Linked DNA regions of Oryctolagus cuniculus: region 2 is linked to region 1. Evidence: chromatin contacts called from public Hi-C data. All regions are on one chromosome and are shown on one strand. The core of a region is the stretch at or near the end of the contact, and the rest is flanking DNA. Distances in the headings are between cores, read along the strand shown.

Region 1 (7,742 bases), core at 1,703-4,202:
TGTGTGCAACACCATCTCCTCCGCCAAGACTCGAATTGTAGTAGAGGCGGCTCCCCGTGGGCAGGGGCCACAAGCCCTGGGCTGTGCCGGGGGGAGACCAGCAGGCAGCAGTAAATGCTGGACGAATGCCTGCCTGAGTGCCCAAGAAAGGCACAAAACTCAGTGCAAAGGGAATCCAGGAGGAAAGGGATCATCTCTCATCCTGTAAGTGGAACTAATTAAATTATAGTGAACTCCCTTGTGATTCCTGAGTACATATTTGTACATCATTAAAACCAGAGTGTATCATTTTCTTATTCTGCATCTTCACCAAATAATAAATTACAGTGTCATAATAGTCATCAGTATTAATTACTTGCTATTCCATCCTGTGGGAATGGCACAATTTACTTACTCGTTTCATATTTACTTTTCACACCTGCTTCTTAATGAATTTGGAAAGCTAACTTTCCAGTGCAACACCAGTGCTAAACTGGAACGATGAAGAATGACAGTGGGGAGCTTTGGCACAGGATCTGGCACACAGTCGGTATTCCCGGATGCATGGATGGCTGGATGCGTGAACAGATTTTATGGATGGTTCGATGGATGGAAGGAAGGAAGGATGGACAGATGGAGGAAGGGAGGGATGGATGAATGGATGGGTGGATGGATGGTGGGGCAGATGGACAGATAGATGAAAGATGGGCTAACTGTAAAGTAAACATGAAAATAGACAACAGCAGAGAGCCGCGAGGGGATTGAAGCCCCTGGCAGTGAAGAGCTCATAATCACTATGTCATGTTCAAACTCTAAGGGACCTTAGAAATTGTCTTTTTCACAGGTGAGAGAAGAGGTCTAGGGAGAATATATTACCTGAGATCCCACTGCAAATTGATGGTGGGACAAGGATCTAAAGCCCTGAGTCTTGATTCTTAGTGCAGGGGTTGAAATGTGGTGATCTCAGCTTCCACCACACCCTTGCCCCACAGACCCCTCGTCCACACTGCCAGCGGGCAAGAGAGGCCCTGGCCAGCGTCACAGCGGGCAAGAGGGCCGCACAGGCACACGGCACATGGCATAGGCACATGGCATAGGCACATGGCACACAGCACTGTGGGGACCCGGAAACCGGAGGATGACTCTCGGCTGACCTTGACTCCTTAGGGAACCTTGGGCCCATTCTTCCCTATGAAGTGCCTGTGGCCAGAGTGAGTGCAGCGAGTCCATGCCACTCTTTTATATCCCTTGACTCCTTCCAAGTGTTTAAGAGATCCTACAAGCAGCAGCAGCTCTGGAGTGCAGCACATGGATGCACGAGTGCACATGCGTGTACACGCCCTGTCGCCTGCGCACATGCACACACACCCTACTGCAGTGCGGACACACTGTCCAGGCCACAGCCAATTTCCACCCCACACCCAGTGCGGTAACAGCAGCGCCGATCCACAGAATGGCTTCATAACAGTGGTCGGTTTCTTTCTCATGGGTGCTGTTTGGTAGAGAAATGGGGCCCAGCTGCAATTAACAGGCACTTCTAATTGCTAATGAGGGGACCTAGCTCTGTAACCACTGCTAACCGCATCTTTCCTTACTGGTTTACTTCTTGTCAGTTGGGTCTGGCCTCAGGCCCGAGGTCACTTTCTCCTAGAGAAAGTCTGAATGTACAGGTAAGTGTAGACGCCACACTTGGTTTTGAAGCTTCAGTTATTGTTTGAAATGCATTGTTTTTCACTTCCCCTCGAAAAACAGCGCCCCTAGATTTTGAGCACACACTCACGTGGTACTCGCGTGGCACTTGCATGGTACTCGCGTGGTACCCACTTCCCAAGGGGAAGGAGGGCGGGGGCCAGCCGCACGTTAAATCCCAGGCGTGAGTGCTGCCATGAGGGGGTCTCCGAGGTGAGACAGGTGACCCAGATGCTTGAAAGGGCCTGGCGGGGAAGGTGCAGAGTCCAGGCAGATACCTGGCTGACACCCGGCTATGCAGGGAGCCTGAGCGGTCCCGACAGCAGCGGCCCGAGCACCCCACAGAAACAAGCTCTCTAGAGAGCATCTGCAGTCCAGGTCCTCAGAATTCCTAGAGGCTAATAGCCACAGAAATGAGCTCGCAACACCCTAAGTTACCAGGCACAGGTGCAAACGAGCTCCTGCGACTTCCAGTCAGCGGGAAGAGACAACAGTGGCCCTGCCTGGCCTGCGGCTGGAGTCACCCTCTCCAGCCAGACTCACTCCTGCCTCCCACCCCATCGGCCTCCATATGACACCCCTGGTTGTCCACAACTCTCCTTTCAAAGCTCCCTGCTGTCCACAAAATCAAGTCCAAACTCCTTAGCGTGACACAAGGCCCTTCCCAACAGGACTCCAAAGTCCCTCTCCAGTCTCATCTCTTCCCACTCCACATTTTCTTCCCCTAATACCCTTTGTCCTGGGCTGGATGACACAGCACCCCAAGGCATGCCCTTGGCTTCCTGCCTCTGTGCCTTCACACATGCTGTTCCTTCTTCCTGGAATGCCCTTCCCTCCTCTGCAAGTAGATTGTGCCACCTCTGTGGAGCAAGGGCACCTCCTCGGAGTCAGTCTCCACTTCCTTCCAGCTGCCTTGATAACATCCCCAGTAGCCACAGAGGCCGGAAGTAAATTCTAGTAAATTCTTCTGCACTTGACTCACTCTGTCACCCAGGAGGTCACTGAGAACAGAACAAACAGCAAGCTTTGGAATCAGACACGCCTAGTTTAAATCCTGCCCCTCATACCCTAGCTTTATGGCCTAGAGAAGTTGCTTAACTGTTCAGAATCTGAAACTGGAAAGTGGAAACAATAAATCCTGCCACCTAGGACAGCCCCTACCCCTCCCATACCCATGGCAGACATTGCTAATCGATCACCACACTCGTCCCACGGAGTCCAGACTGGCCCTGGAATCTTCAGTACTGTGCTTGGGGCACTTCCTGCCAATCGGAGGGAGCTGATGCATCGCACAAAACTCACCTCCTGGATCAGTCACAGAGTAAGTGAGTCACCCAGATAAAGTCCACAGCATGGCATTTGACCGGAACAGATCTTCCAAGAGCAACACCCACTGTTTTATTTCCTCAAGCCTGAGATTGTTAGATGCACCACTTATGTAACAGGCATTGGGAGGGGCGGAGAAACATCTCCATATTAAATATGCACATCATTTTAAGATACGTTCTGATTTTAGAGATTAACACATGGAAGGGTGGGCATTTGGTGCAATTTAGTTACTGCCTGGGACACCCACGTCCCACATCAGAGAGCCTGGCTTGAGTCCGGGCTCCTCTGCTTCAGATACAGCTTCTTGCTAATGCACACCCTGGAGGCAGCAGGTGACAGCTCCAGTATTTTGGTTCCTGTCACCCACGTGGGAAATCCAGATGGAGTTCTGAGCTCCCAGCCCTGGCTGTTGCAGGCATTTGGGAAGTGAATCAGTGGATGTCAGACCTGTCTCTCCATCTCTCTCTCTCTCTCTCTGTCTCCCCTCTTTCTCTGTAACTCTTTCAAATGCATAAATAAATCTAAATAAATAACACTTCGTTGAACACTGCAGTACGAGCAGCTGTTTGAGTCCCTGTTCTCAGTTCTTTTTAGCAAGCTCAGGAGTGGAACTGCTGGGTCCTGTGTTAATTCTAGGTTGAGCGCTTTGGTGAATCAAGTCTCCGGCTTTCAAAGAATCCTCACGGCACTACCAGCTAAACAGTCTGGGGAGCAAGCCTGCATCAGCTACACCACCTCTCAGAGGAAGTAAATTTCTGGAGCTTGTCCCTCTCTGGGCACAGGCAGGCACAGGTTACTGGCGTGGCACGTGGGTCCGGAGCCTGCCTCCCACCATCTATCAGGTCTAGGACTTGAGGCCAGCTCCTCTCTTCCTCTGGGCCTGTCCCTGGCGTGCAAAACGAGATGACAGCAGCCATGGTGGAGGCTTCCTTGGAGCACTCATTAGCTAAAGGAGGCAGGGTGTTTAGCAATCAATAAATGGCCACTGCCACTTTATACTGTGGTGACAAGCCATCCTCCTCCGCCACTGCCAAGTCCGGTGGCCCGCCAGAGTGCACGTGGGGAGTCCACCAGTTTACTCTCGGGATGGGGCAACCAAAGCTCTGACACCCTGAGGAGGAGGGTCTTCCTTGCAGCCCAAGTGCTGGTCAAGGGCAGAGAGGCCGGGGCTACTCACAGGTGAGACAGGGAGGTCACGTCCGTGAAGGTGCCCTCTTGGAGGGTGGCGACGTCGTTGCCGTGGAGGGACCTGAGGGAGAAGGGGCTGCTGGGACTTGGTCCAGGGATGGGTGACGTGGTGAGGGCAGGCCCAGCCCTCTGCAGGATGGGGGCCTGCCTTGCCAGTCCCTCCTCTGGCTACCAGTGCCGTGGGGAGGTGGCGCAGCTCAGGGCCCCTAGGCTGCTGGCCACAGGGAGGACACAGGGAGCCTGCAGTAGGGCAGGTGGACCACCCACCCTGTCTCTGCCATGGTCATCAGCCCAAGCATGGGGTTTACAAGTGCATCACAGGCAGCCGTGCTCACCCCATGCCCCGGCTCCCTTAGCCGGGATGCTGAGGGCAGACGACTGAGTCCACTAGTGTGGGTGGAGCTGGAAGAATGTCACCTCACCCTGGTGGACTTGCAGGGGCCATGGTAATGACACAAGGGCTTTTGCTCTCTCTCTCTCTCTCTCTCTCTCTCTCACACACACACACACACACACACATCACAAACTCAACTTGGGGGTGACAGCAATCGCCATCTCCTGGATCTTTTCCCATGCGTTACTCAGTGCCATCAGGGGCTGGAGTGAGGGCGCTCTGGTCTCCCACCACTGGACAAGCACGGGCCCTGCTGGGGCCCACACCTGCCTGTCGGGTGGCAGGGCCCTCGGTGGGTGGGTTCCCGGAGGACAGAAGAGGGAAGGGACTTACAGCAGGCGCAGGGAGCGGAGGCCCTGGAAGGCCAGCGGAGGGATGCACTGCAAGGCGTTGTAGCTGAGGATCCTGCGAGAGGGAAGAAGGAAGCAGGCAGCATGACAGCCACAGCCCCGCCCTGCAGGTGCAGGACTCAGCAGCTCCGCGTGGGGAGCAGGGAGCAGAGCTGCTGGCTGGATGCTGGCTGAGGTCTGCTCGAGGGTATAGCTGACCTTGGAGCGTCCCCTAACCCTTTCTTCCTCCATCAGCTGTAATACAGGGACCCAGGGGCCACTGCTGTGGCTTAGCGGGTAAAGCCACCACCTGCAGTGCCGGCATCCCATGTGGGCGCTGGTTCATGTCCTGGCTGCTCCACTTCCAATCAGAGAGAGCAAAAGCCCTTGTGTCTCTGCTGTGGCTGGGAAAGCAGTAGAAGATGGCCCAAGTCCTTGGGCCCCTGCACCCACGTGGGAGACCTGGGTGGAGTTCCAGGCTCCTGGCTTTGGCCAGGCCTAGCCACAGGCATCATGGCCATTTGGGAAGTGAAGCAGTGGATCAAAGATCTCTCTCTCTCTCTCTCTCTCTCTCTGTAACTCTGCCTTTCAGATAAATAAAATAAATCCCATTGAGTTCTGTGGAGTTCAGTTAGCGGCAGCAGGCAAATACCTCAGAATGTGGGTACAAAGCTGTCAGAGGGCTCTGCTCACAGCAGTGCGAGCTGGGAGCCACCCCAGCGGCCACCACCAGTGAGTGCAGGAGGCAGGGCTGGCATCGCCCTGCAGAGGTGCTGTCTCGGCTTCATCCAGCACATGGAGCTCACACACGAGGGCAGGCCCAGGCAGCCAGGTGCAAAGAAATGACCCAATTTACACCTGGCTAAAAATGGGCAAAATCACACCAACGCTGTTCAGAAGCACACATATGGATGGCAATACTATTTAAAATGCCTAAAAAGTGACCATGATAAGGTCAGAACAGGGGGTCGGGGGGCTTGGGGTGCTCAGGGTGTTCTAAGTATCTACATGCGTGCCAGTTTCACGATTGCTAGATACACTGTGCTTTCATATTTTTTGTACTTTTTTGTGTATTTTGTGTATTTTCACAGTGAAAGATGTTTTCTAAAAGCTTTTTAGGTGCCAGCACTGTGGCATAGTAGGCTAAGCCTCCTCCTGCTGTGCCGGCATCCCATATGGACGCCGGTTCTAGTCCCAGCTGCCCCTCTTCAGATCCAGCCCCCCGCTATGGCCTGGGAAGGCAGTAGAAGATGGCCCAAGTCTGTGGGCCCCTGCACCCATGTGGGAGACCCAGAGGAAGCTCCTGGCTCCTGACTTCGGATTGGCGTAGCTCCGGCCATTGTTTCCATTTGAGGAGTGAACCTGAAGATGGAAGACCTCTCTCTCTGTCTCTTCCCCTCTCTCTCTGTAACTCTGCCTCTCAAACAAATAAATAAATCTTTTTTTTTTTTAAAAAAAAGCTTTTTAGATGCTCAGGCTCTGGTCCACTCTCTGGAGGGGGAGGGTGCCTACAGGCCCCTGGGGAGTGACGAGGGAGCCGCACCACCGGCAGGCTGGGGCTGGGGAGGTCTCAGCAGCTGTGGCCCCAGCCCCACCCCCACCCCTGCGGGACTCACAGCGTGGTCAGCTGGCTCATGTTGGTGAAGGAGGAATTGCTCAAGGAACTGATCTTGTTGTTGCTCAGGTCCCTGGAAGAGGCAAGGGCAGCATGGTTTAGAAGAACCCAACCCTGGCTCATTTGCACGGTTTCTTCCCCTCCCTCTCTGCCTGAGCCCTGCCCCCACCCCTCCAGTTAGCTGAGCCAGGGCCCCTCTGGCACTCCCAGGGCTGAAGTAGGGGTGGGGAGGAGCACTGGGCCCCCTGAATCCCTCCGTGTCCCCAGGGCTTCTGCCTCACTCCTCACCCCACACCCCTGCACCTAGAGCTGCCTGGCCCCTCTCCAACACAGAACGGCTCCCACCAAGGCTCACCGCCACCTCTCCAACTGTGAGAGGCAGTGGCCTCTCCATTCTGTTCCTGGCCCTGTGCAGGGGTGGGCTCACTGGCACTCCAACATCCTGTGAGGGTGCCCGTGACCCCATGTTACCAGTTAAGACCCAGAGTCTAGGAGTAATGAACTCCGCGGGTCAGAGGCAGCCCACGGGCCAGCCCCAGCCCACCACCCTGGGCCCGGCCCACGCCTGCCCTTCCCGCCCCTTCTCTCCCGTGCCCCTCACTGACTGCCCGCTCCTCCTGCCTCACTGGCCGTTTCTTTGCCTCCTGAGGCCCGCGGCCCTTGTCCGCTCAGGTCTCTCTGGGATGCTCTCGTACTGATGGAGCCCTGTCCCGTGGCCCGGCCTGGCTGCTGGTGGAGCCCTGCTCTGGCTGACGGCCCTCAGACAGCAGATCAGGGGCTCATGCCTTAGTGTCCAGGCTCTGACGACCACGGGCACGGCCCCCACCCATGTCTCATCGCCTCTCTCACACCTGCCCCACCTGTCCAGCCAGTGTCACCTCCCTCCTGGGGCCTCCCTCACACTCTAACTTCACCTTCCACAGGGGCAGGCACCACCACAAGCTTTCTGGAACACAAACCTGACCGATCACGTCCCTACCAGAGCCCAGCAGCGGCTCCTGTCCCCCTACAGGGCAAACTGCGGGCTTGCAGCATGGCCACCTCCAGGGCCTCCGGCTCCGGCCGCCGTCCCCCAGGCCTCGCAGGCTGCGGATTTACTCCCCTTCCTGGGATTCTCTGAGCATCCCGCGACTCCGTTCCCTGGCTGTCCTATTTCTATGCCCACTGGTGAACACTGCCGCATTTTCAGTGTGCTGCTCTCCCAAGCCCTAGCCTGGGC
Region 2 (7,742 bases), core at 3,358-5,857, 100 kb before region 1:
GTGTTAAAACTTTATGTAAGCATCTTTTTGTGTTTAGTTGATACTGTTAATTTGTATGTATCATACAAACTAGTGAGCCGTTAAAAATTAACTGAAGAATTCATTTTAAGAGTCAAGAATTTTAAAACATAGAAACTGTCTACTGCTTAGTAAGATTTTTGTCAAACAGTATTTTTAAAATTATTTTTCATTTACTTTCTGGAAAGTTCTATTTTAAAATTATTAATTTATTACTATTTTTTTGCAGAGTGTGACTCTGAAAGCATTTCTGATTGGACTTTCGATGAAAATTGTCTGTTCTGTTGCTTGAGAAGAGATAAAGTAAAGGTAATAAGAAGCTTGTAAAACTTTGTCTAGTATGATAAATAAAGGTTTTATTTTCAAAAATTTTGTTACTTTTTGGAGGATTGTAGTAAAATATATATATATATATTTATGAAACAGTTTGATAGTATGGGTTTTGAAACTTGAATGGTTTCTAGCATGTTGATTATTCTGTTGAGATATATGTATTCCAACATATATCACCTTATTTATATAGTTCAGAAGACAGATACCTAGGTCTCAAACTGTTGTTTCTTTGAAAATATGAACTATGTGGTAATTCAAGTAAGAAGAGTTATTTGTAGTGCAGAAAGAGCAGTGACATAGATCTGGATCTAGCAGTTATTAATTACTGTGGATTTATGGAATATACAGTGGTTTATATTTTAATATCTGGTATGAATGCTCCTTTGAACCTTTGAATTTTTGTTTTTTCACTGTTTTGTATTAAACATAAACAGAATTTTTGTTTAGAAATATTTCAGTTCTTAAAAACATTTATTAATAATGGTATGCTGTTTGATGTTTCTTTTCCTGATACTTTTTTTATCCCCTGCTTTAAAGCCTTGGAAACATTTTGATTCCTTTTTCTCTCCTAAACACTAACTTCAGATCACCAGATCCTGGCAGTTCTTCTCTCATAAGGAATTCCATTCTTTTTCATTTCCACGGTTATCACCATAGTTCATAACGTTAGCATTTTTTCTGGACTACTATAATAACATGATTGTTCTTCTTGGTTTTCTTCAGTCTGTTAAATACTGCTATAAGATTAAACTCTCTCCTACCTTCACCCCTCAAATAGCAGAGAACTGTTAAACTGTGCTCAGTCTGCGCTGACTTTCTCATTATCTTCTGGATTCACTAGCCAAAAACTCAGTACCCTAATACCTTCCAAAATTCTGTCCACTGCATCTGTTAACGATGCCCCATTAATCTTCTGTGCAATTGCCTTTCAACTAGAATGGTCTGATTCGTCTTGGACTACACATTGTATACCTTTTCTCTTAATTCTCTTGCTTTTACCTTTTTCTTAAGACCATTGCTTCCTTATAAATGTTACATTTCTGTTCCCTTTGCTGGTGGAACCTTTCACACTGTTGAAGTACATTTTATCTATATCAATTATTTGTCAATTAATTTTTGTCTTTTCTTCCTCTTCTGTCTGAATTTTGTGTTCCTGACTTTATTAACCACTGAAGACTGGACCATGCCCTCTGCTTTATATCTCTTCATGTAGCCACTATGCCAGTATTTATCATTGTGGAGCAAGTTAAAAAGTAACAAGTTACATGAAAGCCAGCATTTAGTCAATTTAAGAGCTTCTTAAAGTTCTTTTTTGGCATCCTCTTGTTTTCTCCATGAAAATGTTGCTGTGACTATCTGGGATGGTTTTCATTGATTTAATGAGGAAGGTGTTTCTGAGGTTTAATGACTTTGAAAAGAGGGATCAGAAAGTAAAGTAACAATGTGTTGAGCAAAATTACCCATGAGGTTGAAGTTCATAATTGTAAAGTGTGTGTGTGAGTGTGCCTGCATGTTGTAGCCTTTTTTTTTTGGTAGATCTATTTTAGTTATTTGAAAGGCAGAGTTAGAGAGACACAGTGAAAGAGGGATTTCCCATACACTAACTGGTTCACTCCCCCAAGTGGCTGCAACAGCCAGAGCTGGACCAGCCTGAACCCCGAAGCATGGAACTCCACCTGGGCCTCCCAGGTGGATGGCAGCAGCCAACCATTCAGGCTATCATCCCCGTCTTCCCAGGCGCATTAACAGGGAGCTGGAAAGGAAACAGTAGTTGAGACCCAAACCATTGCTCATGAGGGATGCTGGCATTGCAGGCAGTGGCTTAACCTGCTATACCACAGTGCTGGCCCTATGGCTCTTATTTTTTTAAGTTTTTTAAAAATTTATTTATTTGTTTGAAAGGCAGTTACAGAGAGAAAGAGACAGTGGTCTAGAAAGAGAGAGATCTACCATCTGCTGGTTCACTTCCCAAATGACTGCAACATCTGGGGCTGGGCTAGGTCGAAGTCAGGAGCCAGGAACTTCATATAGGCCTCCACATAGGTGCAGGGGCCTAAGCACTTGGGCCATCTTCTGCTGCTTTCCTAAGTACATTATTAGCAGGTAGCTGGGGCAGAAGTGGAGCAGTCGGGACTTGAACTCTGTTGCCCATGTGGGATTCTGACATGGCAAGCGGCAGCTAAGCCACAATGATGACGTCTCCCTGTGGCTCTTTATTGGGCACATCTTTTAATAGGAGTTTTGATAGAACAGAAGAAAGAGTGATTATTTAGTCTTTTTTCATGATTAGGATTGGAAAGAAATTCATTCTCTGACTGATAATATAATAAATTAATGTATTGTCATTGAGTTATCTTCTGTATGAGGATAAAATATTGATACGAATATTTTTAGAAAAATACAGTAGTAAGAAGTCATAAAACAGTGTTAAATTTAAACAGTTTTTAAAAATTTTTTTTTACTTGACAGAGTTATAGACAGAGAGACAGATAGACAGAAAGGTCTTCCTTCTGTTGGTTCACTCTCCAAATGGGCGCAGCGACTTTGGCTGGCGCTGCGCCAATCCAAAGCCAGGAGCCAAGTACCTCTTCCTGGTCTCCCATGCAGGTGCAGGGCCCAAGCACTCAGGCCATCCTCCACTGCCCTCCCGGGTCATAGCAGAGAGCTGGACTGGAAGAGGAGCAACTGGGACAGAATCCAGCACCCCAACCGGGACTAGAACCCGGAGTGCCGGCGCCGCAGGCAGAGGATTAGCCTAGTGAGCCGCGGCACCTGCGTAAACAGTTTTTTTAAACAGTTGTTTTTACTGTTTGTAGTTCTGCAGTTTTGAGTTGATTTTCTAACTAAAAAGGATATTTTCATCTGGCAGTTCAGCTTGTTCTGGGAAAGATGTTTTTCTCCATTAAATGCTATACTACCTGTCTTTGGCATTGATTTTCAGAGATAAACCTTTCATCTATAATGAAAAATAGGAAAGGAGACACCCTAGATAATGTGAATTGTCAGGTGTATATTTTTTGTTGTGTTATATTAAAAGTGGCAATCCTTTCTATAGGCACCTGGAACATTTGGTCTGAGAGAGACAAGAATTTGGAAATAGAAGTTATTCACTGGTTGAGGCTTGCATTTTGAGACTGGTTTAAGAGTCTCCCCCAAAGGGGCCAGTGCCGTGGCGTAGCGGTTAAAGCCGGCGCCTGCAGTGTCAACATCCCCTATGGGTGCCAGTTCAAGTCCTGGCTGCTCCACTTCCAGTCCAGCTCTCTGCTGTGGCCTGGGAAAGCTGAAGATGGCTGAAGTCCTTGGGCCCCTGCACCTGCATGGGAGACCCAGAAGAAGCTCCTGGTTTCTGGCTTTGGATTGGAGCTGCCCTGACCATTGCAGTCATCTGGGGAGTGAACCAGCGGATGGAAGACCTCTTCCTTCCTCCCCCCTCCCCTCCCCTCCCCTCCCCTCCCCTCCCCTCCCCTCCCCCCTCTAACTTTGCCTTTCAAATTAAATAAATAAATTTTTAAAAATTCTCCCCAAAAGGAAATATATGGAGAATATGATAATAACCAGTAGGTGGCAGCATAGAGCATAATATTGGAATTGAGTTTGAGGTTGGGCTGTGGAAAAGCTGTTAGAAATAGTGCTCTGGGAAAGAGCTGGAAGTTACACTTTTTTTTTTCTTTTTTTAAGATTTAAAGTATTTATTAGAGTCAAAAGCCTCCAGCCAGAGCAGCATGGAGGGAGGTTTCCAAGAGAGAAATAAATCCAAAGGGACTGTTGTTTATTATTATTATTAATTGTATTTTCAGTGAATACTAAAGCTGTTAAAATAAAAATATGTAGGTAAAATTATGAAGTGACCTCGCCTCTGTCGGAAAACGAACAGGGATTCATCTAGATCAGTAGTTCCCTCTCATCCTTGGGGGATATGTTCTAAGGACCTTTTCACTTAAAAGAAGTGCTTTATGGATTCTCTTTGGCATATGCCAATGGCCTGCATCAAAACTGGCACTTTTGGACCATTATTAAGTACAATAAAGGGTTACTTGAACCCGAACTTGACTCTATTATGATAGTCAATCTGATAACAGAGGCTACTCAGTAACCAAGAGATAGGTGGTGTAATACAGCTTGGATGCACTCGACTAAAGGATGAGTCATCCCAGGCAGGATGGTCCAAGATACCATCGTGCAACTCAGAATAACACACAGCTTAAAACTTAGGACACTGCTCACTAGTGTCAATGTCAGTGCTTCTAGGCTCCCTCAGTTGTCTAAGCTAGGAAATATGTATGCCTACTAAATTACACATCTGTATCCACTAAAAACCACATTATAGGACTTATGACTGCATCAGGCTGATAGTATGGAAGAGCTGATCTGAACTAGAGAGAGGGTACTGGAGAGATGAGAAGGATAAGAAATCACTTGTAGGATTTAATATTTTTTAAAAGTAGACTAGTTTCAAGCTATGAATCTGTTCTTGTACGTAACTGAAATAAGGGAAAATAGCTCTTCTAGACTACCAATAGCAAGAATGTTTTGTTAACTAAGGATGATGAGAGGTCAGATTGTTTTACCAAAATAAAAAATTAGCTTATGCTCTTGAGTTTATTATAAGACTTTAGTAGTTTAAATATTTGACTGATATCTTAGAAGAATATTTTGAGGAAGTTAGAAGTTGAGTTGTAATTTTTAAAGAATACATACTTCTAGAGAGGCACCCCCTGGGTGGAGCAGAGCATTTCTTTGTGGAAGTAGTGAGTGATCCGGCTGGAACTAGATTATAGATATCCTTCAGTGCCCAGCTAAGTCAGAAGTCATGTAACTAGATCCTTTTCATGTTTCTCTTTACTCCGTAATATTGTGTTTGCACTGAATATTTCATAACTTCTTCTGATTCATGAATATGTAACATTATGCTTTTTAAAAAAAATTTATTTGAAAGGCAAGAAAAGGAGGTCATGCTCTCCATTTCTCTGGTTCACACACACCTCAAATGCCTGCTGTGGCCCTTTGCCGCAGCTGAAGTTGGGAGCTGGGAGCTCAGTCACGTGAGCCGTCCCTGCTGCTTCCCAGAGTGTGCAGCAGCAGGAAGCTGGAGTCAGGAGCAGAGCTCGATGCTGAACCTCAGTGCTCTGATAGAGAGCGCCTGTATCTTAATCATGTCTTAACCACTGGACCAAATGCTCGCTATGTAACATTGTAATTTTTATTTTTTAAGTTAAATCTTTTAAATTTTAAAAATTTATTTATTTTTATTTATTTGAAAAACAGAGACAGATATTTTCCATTTCCGGGCCCAATCCACAAATGCCTACAACAGCCACCTTTTACTGTTGTGAATAATGCCATCGTGAACATAGGTATACAGAATCTCCTTGAGACCCTGCTTCCAGGGTGTGTACCTAGACATGATACATGGTAATTATATTTCTAAGTTTTTGAGGAAGTGCCAAATTCATCCACAATGACCATACCATTTTATATTCTTACTGACAGTAGAAAAGGTTTTGACGTTCTCCACATTCTTGTCCATGTTTGTTATTTTCTATGTGTTTTGAGTTTTTGTTTCTTCTTTTTTGGTAGGCATCCTACTGGGTGTGAGTTGGTATTTGCATTTTTCTAGTGGAAAGTGGTGTTGAATATTAATACCTTAACAGATGTGATTTGCACATATTCGCTCCCATTTTGTAAGTTACCTTTTCATTCTGTTGTTTTAAGTTTTTAGTTTTAGATTTAGTTTTTAAATTTTAATGTAGTTCAATTAGCATATTTTTACTTTCATTGTTTATTCTTTTAGTGTCATATTCAAAATAATCACCAAATCTAATGTCATGAAGCTTTTCCCCAAGTTTTCTTCTGAGAAGTTTATAGTTTTATTTTTTGCATTTAGGTCTTTGGTTGCTTTTGAGTTAGTTTTTATATATGAAATGTAAGGTAAGTGGCCTGTGTTTACCTGTGAATATACTTCCTAGCGGCACACCGGGTTCTAGTCCCGGTCGGGGTGCCGGATTCTGTCCCGGTTGCCCCTCTTCCAGGCCAGCTCTCTGCTGTGGCCAGGGAGTGCCGTGGAGGATGGCCCAAGTGCTTGGGCCCTGCACCCCATGGGAGACCAGGATAAGTACCTGGCTCCTGCCATCGGGTCAGCGTGGTGCGCCGGCCGCAGCACGCCAGCCGCGGTGGCCATTGGAGGGTGAACCAATGGCAAAGGAAGACCTTTCTCTCTCTCTGTCTCTCTCTCTCACTGTCCACTCTGCCTGTCAAAAAAAAAAAAAAAAAAAAAAAATCTTTTCCCTCATTGGATTGTATTGAAAAATCATCTGACTCCTGGCTCCTAGCTTTGGCCTGGCCCAGCCCCAGCTGTGTGGCCACTGGGAAGTGAATCAGTGGATGGAAGATCTCTCTCTCTAACTCTGCTTTTCAAATAAATAAATAAATCTTATTTTTTTTTTAATGTAAAAAGCACAATGATTGAAGAGGTTTTTTAAAAAAAGAAAATTGAGGGTCGTACAAACATTGAATTTTCAGCAAATAGGAAACCCTTGCAGGATAGATGTGGCACAGGAGCACCCACATCTCTGCTGGTTTGAGTCCTGGCTACTCCACTACTTGATGGCTCAAGGCTTTGGGCCTCTGCTACCCACATATGAGACCTGTATTGCATTCCAGGCTCCTGGCTTCAGCTTGGTTCAGCTGGGAGCTTTTGGGGAGGGAACTAGCGAATGGAAGATCTCTCTCTCTCACTGGCTGTCACTTTGCCTTTCAAGTAAATGAAAATAAATAAACAAAACACACACATACACACACACACACACAGAGATATACACATACAAAGAAACTCTTGCTATTGACAGTATGGATAGCTTGCATTTGTCTTCTAATATTAGATAGCTGTACCTATATAAGGGAGTAAAACTGTTAACTGCAAATACTGATTATAGATACTGACAAATTAACAAATGTAAAGGTAATAGCAGTCATTTCCAATGTACCCTTTAGATTGGTTTTGTATGATCAATAATAGCAATTAGATAAGCCAATAAAAATCATTCTTGGTAGGTATGTCGTACATTTTGAAAAGCAAAGCAAACTTTCAGTGTGTGTTCAGACTTCATTGTTTTCCTGTTCATTAACTTGATAACTTGACAAAACTGAAAATAGTATCAGCATATAGCAAAAATTGCATTAAGCATAATTAACGCTTTGTTTATGGAGAAAGCAGTAATTTAAGTGAAGTAAGGTTTCTTTTTAGATAATTGACCTTAAAGCATGTGAGCATTCAAAATGGTAGAGCCATTTCCCCTAAAACTTGCTGGCATTTACAGTAATAAGATGCAGGAAAATGGCATTTAAGTTACTGAGTTGCATCACATCAGCTCCTTTTAGCTCGTTGCTTGAAA

Evidence for each region. Hi-C and Micro-C count contacts between places; a contact is called where the count stands out from the background.
Region 2: a Hi-C map of embryonic fibroblasts shows a contact between it and region 1, with 4 times the contacts expected there. The contact joins two enhancer-like sites. A contact is called at or near these places in 2 of 6 Hi-C or Micro-C datasets (embryonic fibroblasts and psoas muscle).

What each region holds. Positions count from the first base shown.
Region 1 is chr15:32,751,596-32,759,337 of mOryCun1.1, reverse strand. It overlaps SLIT1 (slit guidance ligand 1), which reads right to left. Exons shown (of 37, transcript XM_051823458.2): 23 at 6,525-6,596; 24 at 4,913-4,984; 25 at 4,175-4,246. Among named protein-coding and RNA genes, the nearest start is that of SLIT1, 140 kb to the right of the region's middle. Within about 2 kb of position 2,952, at least 1 of the 8 cell types and tissues checked has an H3K27ac peak or open chromatin away from gene starts, as enhancers often do.
Region 2 is chr15:32,855,111-32,862,852 of mOryCun1.1, reverse strand. It overlaps LCOR (ligand dependent nuclear receptor corepressor), which reads left to right. Exons shown (of 7, transcript XM_051823446.2): 4 at 248-327. Among named protein-coding and RNA genes, the nearest start is that of LCOR, 53 kb to the left of the region's middle. Within about 2 kb of position 4,607, at least 1 of the 8 cell types and tissues checked has an H3K27ac peak or open chromatin away from gene starts, as enhancers often do.